Linked DNA regions of Strix aluco: region 2 is linked to region 1. A link is a contact called in public Hi-C data. All regions are on one chromosome and are shown on one strand. Each heading gives the region's core, a stretch centred on a gene start, on an enhancer-like site or on the middle of the called end of the contact. The rest is flanking DNA. Distances are from core to core; before and after follow the strand shown.

Region 1 (4,522 bases), core at 881-3,380:
TACAGTTTCATTATGAATCACTGTTCTCATTTGCTGAAATATTTTGGACAAAGTAAACCTTTAGGCTAAATTTCACTAAGTTTATTCTCAACTTAAAAAAATTAAAATAGGTGTAATTTATAGAGGTAAACGTAACACAAAAAAACCCTAACCGTCTCTTCTTGACAGTTTTTCAAACTTGAGACAGGGGAAGAAGGGGATTGTTAGTTTAAATACCACTGGGCATCCAGCATCAATTTTAGCATACAACAGATGCTACTTTGTTTTCACCTTCCAACACTGTCACACTGACAGGCTGGAAAGTTAAAACAACTTACAAAGCTTACAAGTCTATTCTCCCGTAACTTTTGAACGTGGCGATGATGATCCCTCTTCTAGCTGTGTTTGAGATCCAACAGGACCACAATAACATGTATTTATGTAGCCTCACGCACCCCTAACCAACATGCAGTCCCACAGACCTCTGGCCTTCACTCAGCGTGCAACCAATTATGCCAGATGCACTTACTTGCTTCTACAAAAGCTTTCAAAGCTTCAAGTTGTTCTACACCCGACAGCTGAATGGCTTTTTCCAATATTTGACGATATCTGTCCACAGATTAAAAAAAAAAAAAAAAAAAAAAATCACTCATAGGGCACATTTTTTCACTAACATACTCTGTTTCTCTGCTTATTTTCAATGTCAGAGCCTTGCTTTTGCTTGTATTTTCTACACCTTTCAGGTGACAATTTTCCAAAGTGTTTGTGCTCAAACATCAGGAACATTCATCTAGAATTGGTATCTGGCTCTTTTTAAAGCCCAGGACTAGATTCTCAGATAATACAGCTTACCATGTTGTTATCTGAGAACATATGCGCAATTCTGAAGGTAAAAAAAAAAAAAAAAAAAATTACACCCCTAGGATAGCGCACAGAAAAAGTAACGAAAACTGTAATGCTCATGGATTGAAGTTAATAAAGTTAGTAAAATGTTCAAAATGCCATATTCAATGAGAAACAGCGTTGGGAGTGGGAGGCAAATAGTATGTTACGGTCATTTGACATTAGCACTGGCACCGACTATGCATTTTTAGGCGTTTATTCCTGCAAAAACAGAAATTCCAGGTTTTGTGCTTCACAAAGCTAATTAAATTTTGCCTGGGCCAAAACCTCAGTGTCTGTAATAGTGATGAAGTACTACGTTCACACTGAAGTCACATTTTGAGGGGAACGTTTCCAAGTTGTACATGAAAGTCCTAAAAGTGAAGCAATTCCTCTAAAAAATAAGCAACTCTACTGGGACTCAAAGAATTTACATTTGACTGAACCCTCGGGGAGAGAAAAATCTATGTGACACACTGCACTGTGCGTAGCTCAAACCCCAAGGTTTGCCATCCAAAATATCCAACTAAGGAAAATAATAACAACGGAGTTACGTTAGCGATAGCAGTGGAGAAAAATAAATTCCCCGACTTATCAGTCTGGCGCAGCCGACCTCTGAGGGGCGGCAGGCAGACACGAGGGAGCTACGGCGAAGGGCTAAGGCCCCACTGAGATGCTAGGGCACCACCAGCACAGAGCAAGCCGTCGTTTGAAACAAAAAAAACCCAAACCAAAATAAAAAAGACAGAATCGTGAGGTGAACTCTTTCTTCTTTTTATTTAAAGAAGCGCGGCCGTTAAGCAAGAGCCGCCTCCCCTGCCCAGGCCCGGCAGCCTCCTATCGCTCCCCGCCTCCCTCAACGGCCGTAAACCCAAAGGCCGCTTCCCCTCCTCGCCCCGCTACGGGGAGGCCGGCATCGGCACTCACTTGCCCGCCAGGTCCTTGTGAGAGCCGCTGGAGTTCATCAGCTGCGCCAGGTCCTGCCTCACCGCGGCCGCCATCTTCGCCAATCCGCCGCCGTGTCCCTGGCGCGCGGGGCGGACCTCCTACCATAGAGCCGCGCCCCCAGCGGGCTAGAGGGGCCGCCGCGCCGCAGGGTCACGTGACGGCGAGCGTCGCCGCGGGCAGAGCCCGGCCGAGGGCATCACTCTCGGGCGGGCCCGACATACACCGCCCCCCCCCCAAGGGCGGCACGTATAGAATTATATACGTGTAAAATCACGTGCGGGCGCGCGCGCGCGGCGGCGGCCTCCCCCCGGCCCAGGGCCAGATCCCGGTCGAGCGGCGCGCGCGGCCCCGGAAGCGGGCGGCCCCGGAAGCGGGCGGGGGGCGGTCCCGGAAGCGCGGGGCGGGGCGGCGCGCGCGCGCGAGGGGCGCTGCGCCGGCCGTTGCCAGGGCGGCGCGGCTCAGTATTATGGGATGCGGCGGGGGAATGGCGCGGGGCGCGTGATTTTGAACAAACACGGCGGCTTCGTCGCGGGCGCTGCCGCTGCCGCGGCCGCCGGGCGCGGTAACGGAGGGAAGGGGGCCGGCGGCGGAGCGAGGCGTGGAGAGCGTTCGGTGACGCCGGCGGAGAGAGGCATCGGGAGCTGCGGAGGAGGAGGAGGAAGAGCAAGAGCGCCCACCCGCCCGGTGAGTGCGAGGGGCGGGAAAACGGCGGCGGGAGGACGCAGAAAGGGGTGCGGGCACGGCCCCGCTGGCGGGGAGGCAGTGGCGGAAGCCGGGAGGGAGCGGCGGAACGCTGACAGTCGCCTCCCGCTGCGAAGGCACAGGCCCGGCCCCGCTGGGCGCTCTCCCCGCGGTGGGGCGGGCTCCCGGGCGGCCCCGCCGACCTCCCCGGGCTTGCGGGGGTTAGCCGTCCCGGTCGCCCGTCCGCCGCCGGGGATGTCCTCTCGGCGCGGCTTATCGCCGCTGCTCGCCGGGATCAGTGCCGCCCCGAGCCGCAGCGGAGCGGCGGGGTTCAAACGGACCCGGGGAGCGGCGGGGAGGCTTCCTCCGCAGGCCGGGGCGGGGGCTGCGCGGGCCCCCGCCGCCGTCCCCTTCGCTGCCGGTCCGGAAGCAGTTGGGGTTTGGCGGCGGGGCGGCTCGGGGGTGGGGGGCGCCCCGCGGGCGGGGGCAGGTGCGGCGGGGGCGGGCCGCGGGGGGTGGCGGTGACGGGGTGAAAATGGCGGATCTTTCGAAATACGGTGGCGGCCGCTGACGGAGCCCGGCGGCTCCCGGCCGCCCTCGCGCCGCCCGCCGGTGAGGTGAGGCCCCGGGGGGCGCGCGGGGGGAACGGTCGCCGGGGGGTGGGCGGGGGCCGCCGTTGCCGGCGTCGCTCCATGCTAACGGTCGTGGCCGCCGGGGCTCGCCTCGCTGGGCCTGGAGCCGGCGGGGCCCGGCTCCTCCGGTCCGCGGGACACCGCATCGGTGGTTGGAGCCCTCGGGGTCGGCCGGTGCCGGGTCCCCGGCCGTGGCGGCGGCAGGAGGCAGCGGCGGGTGGGTTAGGCCCGGGGACGCCCTGCTCGCCAAAGTGGCCGGCGTGGGCCGGCGGAGGGGACCGGGCTGGCCCCTGCGGACCCGCAGGGGCCGCGCCGGGCTGGGGCCGGCCTGAGGACGTTCTGCCTTTGTTTGCGGGGATGTTCGCTGGGCTCTGCCCTGCGGAGTGGGGGGCGGTGGAAACGGCGGAGAGTGTTTTCCGTGCTCCTTAAACTCCCCCAAGTGCGAGGGTGTATCTGGGCTGTCAGCGTGCTGCTGCGCGGCTGCGGGCAGCTCCGAGCTCGACGGCAGTTTAACTGGACCATCCTTCAGTACAGTCCCAGCTTCTCTCCATCGCTCTCGCTTGTTATATTGGCAGTCAGAATGTGTTATTAATTATTTGTGGCTTTGACTTTGAAGCACATCGTGTACTAATTAAGTAATGTTTGGTGTGGAAGTTTTGAGTTCTGGAAAGCACTGAGGCATTGAGCATGTGAAATTATCTACTGGAACATAGTGTGAACAGGAGGAAAGCTCTCAGACTTCAGATTTCAAGTGAAGAAAGAACAGGTATTTAAATGGTCTTTCATTAGGTTCATCCTTCTGAACAGTTGCTTGAAATCTATTACAGTTCTTGTAGAAAAGACTGAATATGCAAAATAGTTTGGAATATTCTTTACAATGTTTACATAAAGCTGGCAATAACAGGCAATTGCCTTGTGCATGTGGTTAGCTGATGCACAATAGCTTTTTGGCTTATTGGAGGCAAGAAGAATAGTGGGTTATCAGCTGAGAATATTTCTTCTGTCAGGGGAATCCTTTTGTAAAATAAAATGCGTTAGACTAGTCCTTTTTTTTTTTCCCCCAAGACATCCAGTTTACATATGCGTCAGCAAGGAGTAACTGTTGGTTACATGCCTCGCACAGACATGTATCAACCTACAGAGATATGTACGACTGTATTGCTCTGTAGGCTGAGCACTCTTAAAGGCTAGCTTGGAGAGTATGTTAGAAAATACAGCCCAGCTTCTGGAGTGGGTTTAAAAGGTGCTTAATGCTTGTTGTAATGTGGTAAGGTTCAAAAGTTTGTTCAGCTAGAATTCTCGAAAAGCTTTAGTGGTTTCAGGTTGAGTATCTGCTAACCACAGGTAAATTTGAAGTTATGGCAATGAAGAGTGCTGTCAGATTTCAGCCTTAGAGACAT
Region 2 (4,947 bases), core at 512-3,011, 180 kb after region 1:
TGGGGACCAAAACCTCTCAGAGAGGAGGGTCCTGAAAATTTTAATAGCATATTTATGGCTTTTGTCCCGACGCCTCCTGCTGGCCTCCCAGACTTCCCAGTGCCCCAGCTTCTGCACCTAGACCAACATTTTCAATAGCCTCAAGCTTTCTCCTAGGCAAGGGAAGCCACTCGTACACATTTGCTGTTAGTACAGTCTTCCTCATGTACGCTTGACACGATCTCTCTGCTGTCCTTCCCCTGGACTGGTCCTGTGCATGCTGGAGGAAGGATACACAGAATCACAGAACCATCTCGGTTGGAAAAACCCTTGAAGCTCCTCTAGTCCAACCATGAACCTCACCCTGACCGTTCCCAACTGCACCAGATCCCTCAGCGCAGGGTCAACCCGACTCTTCAACCCCTCCAGGGATGGGGACTCCCCGCCTGCCCTGGGCAGCCCATTCCAACGCCCAACAACCCCTTCTGGACAGAAATACTTCCTAAGAGCCAGTCTAAAAGCCACACTACAGCTCTGGTGACACTGGAGGCATCTGACTGTCCCACCCTTTTGAAGGGAAAAGGCAGCGAGCAACCCCAAGATAGTATTTGAGGCTCTCTGCAAATTCGGGTGGGGTGCTGCAGCTCCGAGCAACACTGACGCTTGAGGGCTTTTCCTAAATGAGGCTTCAAGTGCCCCATATTCATGAAAAAAATAATTTACTGAACTGCCCTTGATCTGAATAATTCCCTGTTCTCCTGCCCACAAAAGAGGCAGGCGATCGGTAAAACTAGGCGTGTTTTCTCGTGAGCATTATTCAGAAAAAAAAAAAAAAGAAAAAAAGGCAGAAAATGTGTCACGGTTTTACGGTTCTGGAGGAAACTCAGGCCCGCCCTCGGTGAAGCTGCAGCCCTGGGAGAGGCTCTTCCCCGTCCGCCGGCTGCCCGGGCTGGGGCGGGGTATGACGATAATAACGGCGATGGTAGCGGAGCCCCCGGCAGTGCCAGCGGGGTCCCGGCCGCGGGGGGGGGGGGGGGGGGGGGTAGTTCGCTGCCGCCCGCCCCGCCGGGTCTCACCTGGACGAAGGCGATGGGGGTGATGGTGCCCTCGATGTCCAGCAGGATGGCGCGCACCTCTGCCGGCACCGGCAGCACGCCCATGGCGGCAGCGGCACGTGGGGCGCGGGGCACACCGGAGGAGTGCGGCGGCGGCGGCGGCGGGCGCTCCGCCCTGCGGCTGCGCGGGGGGCCGGGCCGGGCCGCGCCGGGCCGGGCCGAGCCGCCGCGGATCACGGCAGGCGAGTGCGGCGACGGCAGGACCCCGGCGGCGGGAGTGCCGCGCCGGCTGTGCCCGCCCTCGGAGCGCCCGCCCCGCCCCACCGCCCCCTGAACGGGGCTGCTGGGTCGGACGTCACCCCCCACCCCCCCCAGCGCCCGCCTGTCCCGGTCCCCCGGTCGCTGTCCCCACCCAGGGCAGCGACACCCCCCACATACCGCCGCCGCCTCGCCCCAGGGCCCGCGGCGGGGAGCGCTGAGCACCGCGGAGGGCCGAGGCGTGCGGGGACGGCGGCCGCGCTCCGGGCCCCTCGGCGGGGCCCGGCTGGACCGGCCCGGCTGGACCGACCGGCGCCGCGGCCCGGGGGCTCGGGGCCGGGGGGGGGGGGGCGCGGCAGCGGCCCGGCGGCGGGCGGGTGCTGCAGTCCCGGCGGCGGCCGCCAGGGGCGCTGCGGCGGCGGGCGAGAGCGAGGCGCTGATTGGCTGCCGGTGCGCATATATAAGGGCGGCGCAGGCGGTGCCCGGATCTCTTCCGCCGCCATTTTCTCTGCCGCGTAGGTCTCCGCCGCTCGCTCGGAGCAGCCCCGCTGCCCTCGCCCCGCCATGGAGGACGCGACCGAGATGAGCGGCGGCCCGGAGGAGTTCGCCGAGGGCTCCAAGATCAATGCGAGCAAGAACCAGCAGGACGACGGGTATGGCTGGGGAGGGGGAGGGGAGGGGGGGGGGGGGGGGGGGGGGCCGCGCCTCCATCTCTCTCAGTCTTGGGCCGCGCCGGGGGAGGGGGGAAGGGGGCGGCTCGGGGGAGGCGGGGCCGGGCGGGCCGGGCCCTCCCCCTTCCCACGCCGGTAGCCCAGCCCGCTTTTGTGTCCCGGGCTGGTGACCCAGTTTCCGTCGGGCGGGGCGGGGAGGGGAGGGGGGGAGGGCTGCCGATCCGGGGCGTGACGTCACCGGCAGGCTCTGTGGGCCTGCGCTGCTCGGACAGCCTGTAACGGTGAGGCCGGGCCAGCGGCAGCAGCTCCCCGGGGCTGCCCCTGCGGCGGCTGGTTGCCTCTGCGAGGCGAGCCGGGCGGTGGCGGCTTCCCGATCGCCTTTGGCTTGCGGCGGCCGCGAGCGGGCTTGCTCCATGCTCCCCGCGAGCATTTGCACCTATCTGCGTGTGTACACACGTGTGTTTACATGTATTCGTATGTACTTCTTGCGTTCCAGGAAAATGTTTATTGGAGGCCTCAGCTGGGACACTAGCAAGAAAGACTTGACAGAGTACCTCTCTCGTTTTGGCGAGGTTGTGGACTGTACGATTAAAACAGACCCGGTCACTGGGAGGTCGAGGGGGTTTGGGTTCGTGCTCTTCAAGGATGCTGCCAGTGTGGAGAAGGTGGGTGGATTTCTGCTGGATCGATGGCACAGAGCCTGCCTGTGTCACCGTAGCGATCTGAGACTTTGTTTCCTTGTGTGCTTCTTAGGTGTTGGAACTGAAGGAACACAAACTGGATGGGAAGCTAATAGATCCTAAAAGGGCAAAAGCCCTAAAAGGGAAGGAGCCACCAAAAAAAGTGTTTGTTGGTGGGCTGAGTCCAGATACATCTGAAGAACAGATTAAAGAGTACTTTGGAGCTTTTGGCGAGGTATAGTATAATGGCATATAAGAACAGTTCTGGTTTTCAAGTGCAGTGTTGCCTCTGTCTTAAGATGGAATAATTTTTGAGGAGAGAGCTGGGTCAGACTTACATAAAACTAGGGATTGTTGAAACTGTAGGTGTATTGATGATTCCGTAGCGTTGCAATGGGCTGATTTGCAGTCGGCAAAGATGTTGGGCTGCTGAGTAGTTCTGGTAGCATTAAAAATTGCTTACGGATTTCATGCATTATAGTTACTTTTGATTTCAGATTGAAAACATTGAGCTTCCCATGGACACAAAGACGAATGAAAGGAGGGGCTTCTGTTTTATCACTTACACAGATGAAGAGCCAGTAAAGAAGTTATTAGAGAGCAGATACCATCAAATTGGTTCAGGCAAGGTATGGAGGCTCTTGTTCTTGGCATGTGAAATAGACTATTTCTGTAGACTTCTGTGAAAGCAACTCAGAAAATGGTCTTGAAATTTTGGCGAGTTAACAATTCTCTCTCTCTTTACAGTGTGAGATCAAAGTAGCACAGCCGAAAGAGGTATACAGGCAACAGCAGCAGCAGCAGAAAGGAGGAAAAAACAATGCAGCTGGTGGACGAGGAGGCGGAAGGGGGCGTGGACGGGGTGAGTGTTTTGGATGTTGAAATTAATCTAAACGCTTAAGTGTCTGTACCAAACACTGAGGTCTTGGTTGATACTCTCAAGTTTTGAGCTGTGTGCAAATCTCATGTTTAAATTGAACATGGAAAGTAGCCTGTTAGTAAATGGTATTTTGGTGGTTGTGACTGCTTGTGGAAGCTTCAGAATCTCTGCTTGCATTCAAGTGGTGAAGTGGCAAGCTGGGTGTAGGGTGCTTCTGTATACCCACAGCTGACAGCATAGCTACATGTATAGGGCAGTTAATCTTCCACGTGAAGGGATACACTGCTATTTGGCTCGTGGTTGAGAAGCCACAAGCTGCTCACTGAAGAGGAAGACAGTCACTTTGCTACACCTTGCAAATAGATGAAAAGCAGGCAGCTGTCGTGTTACAGGTTAATGCATCTCAGTCTTAAAGTCAAGCAGTCAGAACCAACACAAAGCAGTAAAACTGATCCTGTGCTGTAACTTGGTTTTCAGACAATTAATGATCCAAAATGGAAGTTAAAGGAAAACAGCAGGAGCTGCTGTAGTGCATGCCTTCAGTGTTGTGTTTTGTTTTTCCTGACTGTTTTATGACCAGAACTACCTGCTATCTTTCTCTAACATTGTTGTGGGTAATAGGATCTTATGACTCATATCCAAATGAGATTCCTCAGTTGTTTTTAGACTATTATTTTTCTTAGATTCTTGGGAAGGTAAGAGGATTCTTCCAGGTAATAGTTCTGGCATAGAAAAATTGCTGTAGAAAGTTAGATCAAGTGGCACAGGAGAGGAGTGAAATAATGTTCTGTAACTTATAAATGCTCTACTTGGTTTCAGGTCAGGGACAAAACTGGAATCAAGGATTTAATAACTACTATGATCAAGGATACGGAAACTACAATAGTGCTTACAGTGATCAAAGCTACAGTGGCTATGGAGGATATGACTACTCTGGGTACAACTATCCCAATTACGGATATGGGCCAGGATACACAGATTACAGTGGTAAGTGGTTTTGATCTCATTCCAGATAAGAATAGCATGCATCTTTAAACAGGGGATGCCCTTAGTAACTTGTTCTGTAACACCTCTTACTCCTAATACACGGCTCTAAAGAGTAGTCCTGTTGGTGTACTGTATGGGAACAATCTCCTTCAGAGTGTTGGATGTTAATGCTTTTGCTTTTTCCCCCCACCCTGTGTTATCTGCAGGTCAACAAAGCACATATGGAAAGGCATCCCGTGGTGGCGGCAATCACCAAAACAACTACCAGCCGTACTAAAGCAGTACCTAGTACTTGAGGAAACAGGTGTGTACATGAGTGCAAGGTCCACTCTGAGTATGTCTAATCTAATTTAAAGATCAATAGACAAATGAAGAGTAAAAACTTGTGTAGCATGACTTTTCCTTTAATTAAGCTTTTGTTAACTTAAAAAAATACT

The links. A called contact is a pair of places that touch in the nucleus more often than the background predicts.
Region 2: a contact with region 1 is called in a Hi-C map of heart, with 12 times the contacts expected there. The contact joins the promoter of HNRNPDL here to the promoter of COPS4 in region 1. A contact is called at or near these places in 2 of 2 Hi-C or Micro-C datasets (brain and heart).

The regions. Positions count from the first base shown.
Region 1 is chr4:85,330,708-85,335,229 of bStrAlu1.hap1, forward strand. It overlaps COPS4 (COP9 signalosome subunit 4), which reads right to left and starts at 2,131. Exons shown (of 10, transcript XM_074823898.1): 1 at 1,789-2,131; 2 at 509-588. The coding sequence starts at 1,862. LIN54 (lin-54 DREAM MuvB core complex component) reads left to right here and starts at 2,232. Exons shown (of 14, transcript XM_074823902.1): 1 at 2,232-2,493.
Region 2 is chr4:85,513,899-85,518,845 of bStrAlu1.hap1, forward strand. HNRNPDL (heterogeneous nuclear ribonucleoprotein D like) reads left to right here and starts at 1,762. Exons shown (of 9, transcript XR_012623236.1): 1 at 1,762-1,945; 2 at 2,460-2,628; 3 at 2,717-2,878; 4 at 3,141-3,272; 5 at 3,391-3,505; 6 at 4,343-4,510; 7 at 4,717-4,814. ENOPH1 (enolase-phosphatase 1) reads right to left here and starts at 1,421. Exons shown (of 6, transcript XM_074823919.1): 1 at 1,056-1,421. The coding sequence starts at 1,139.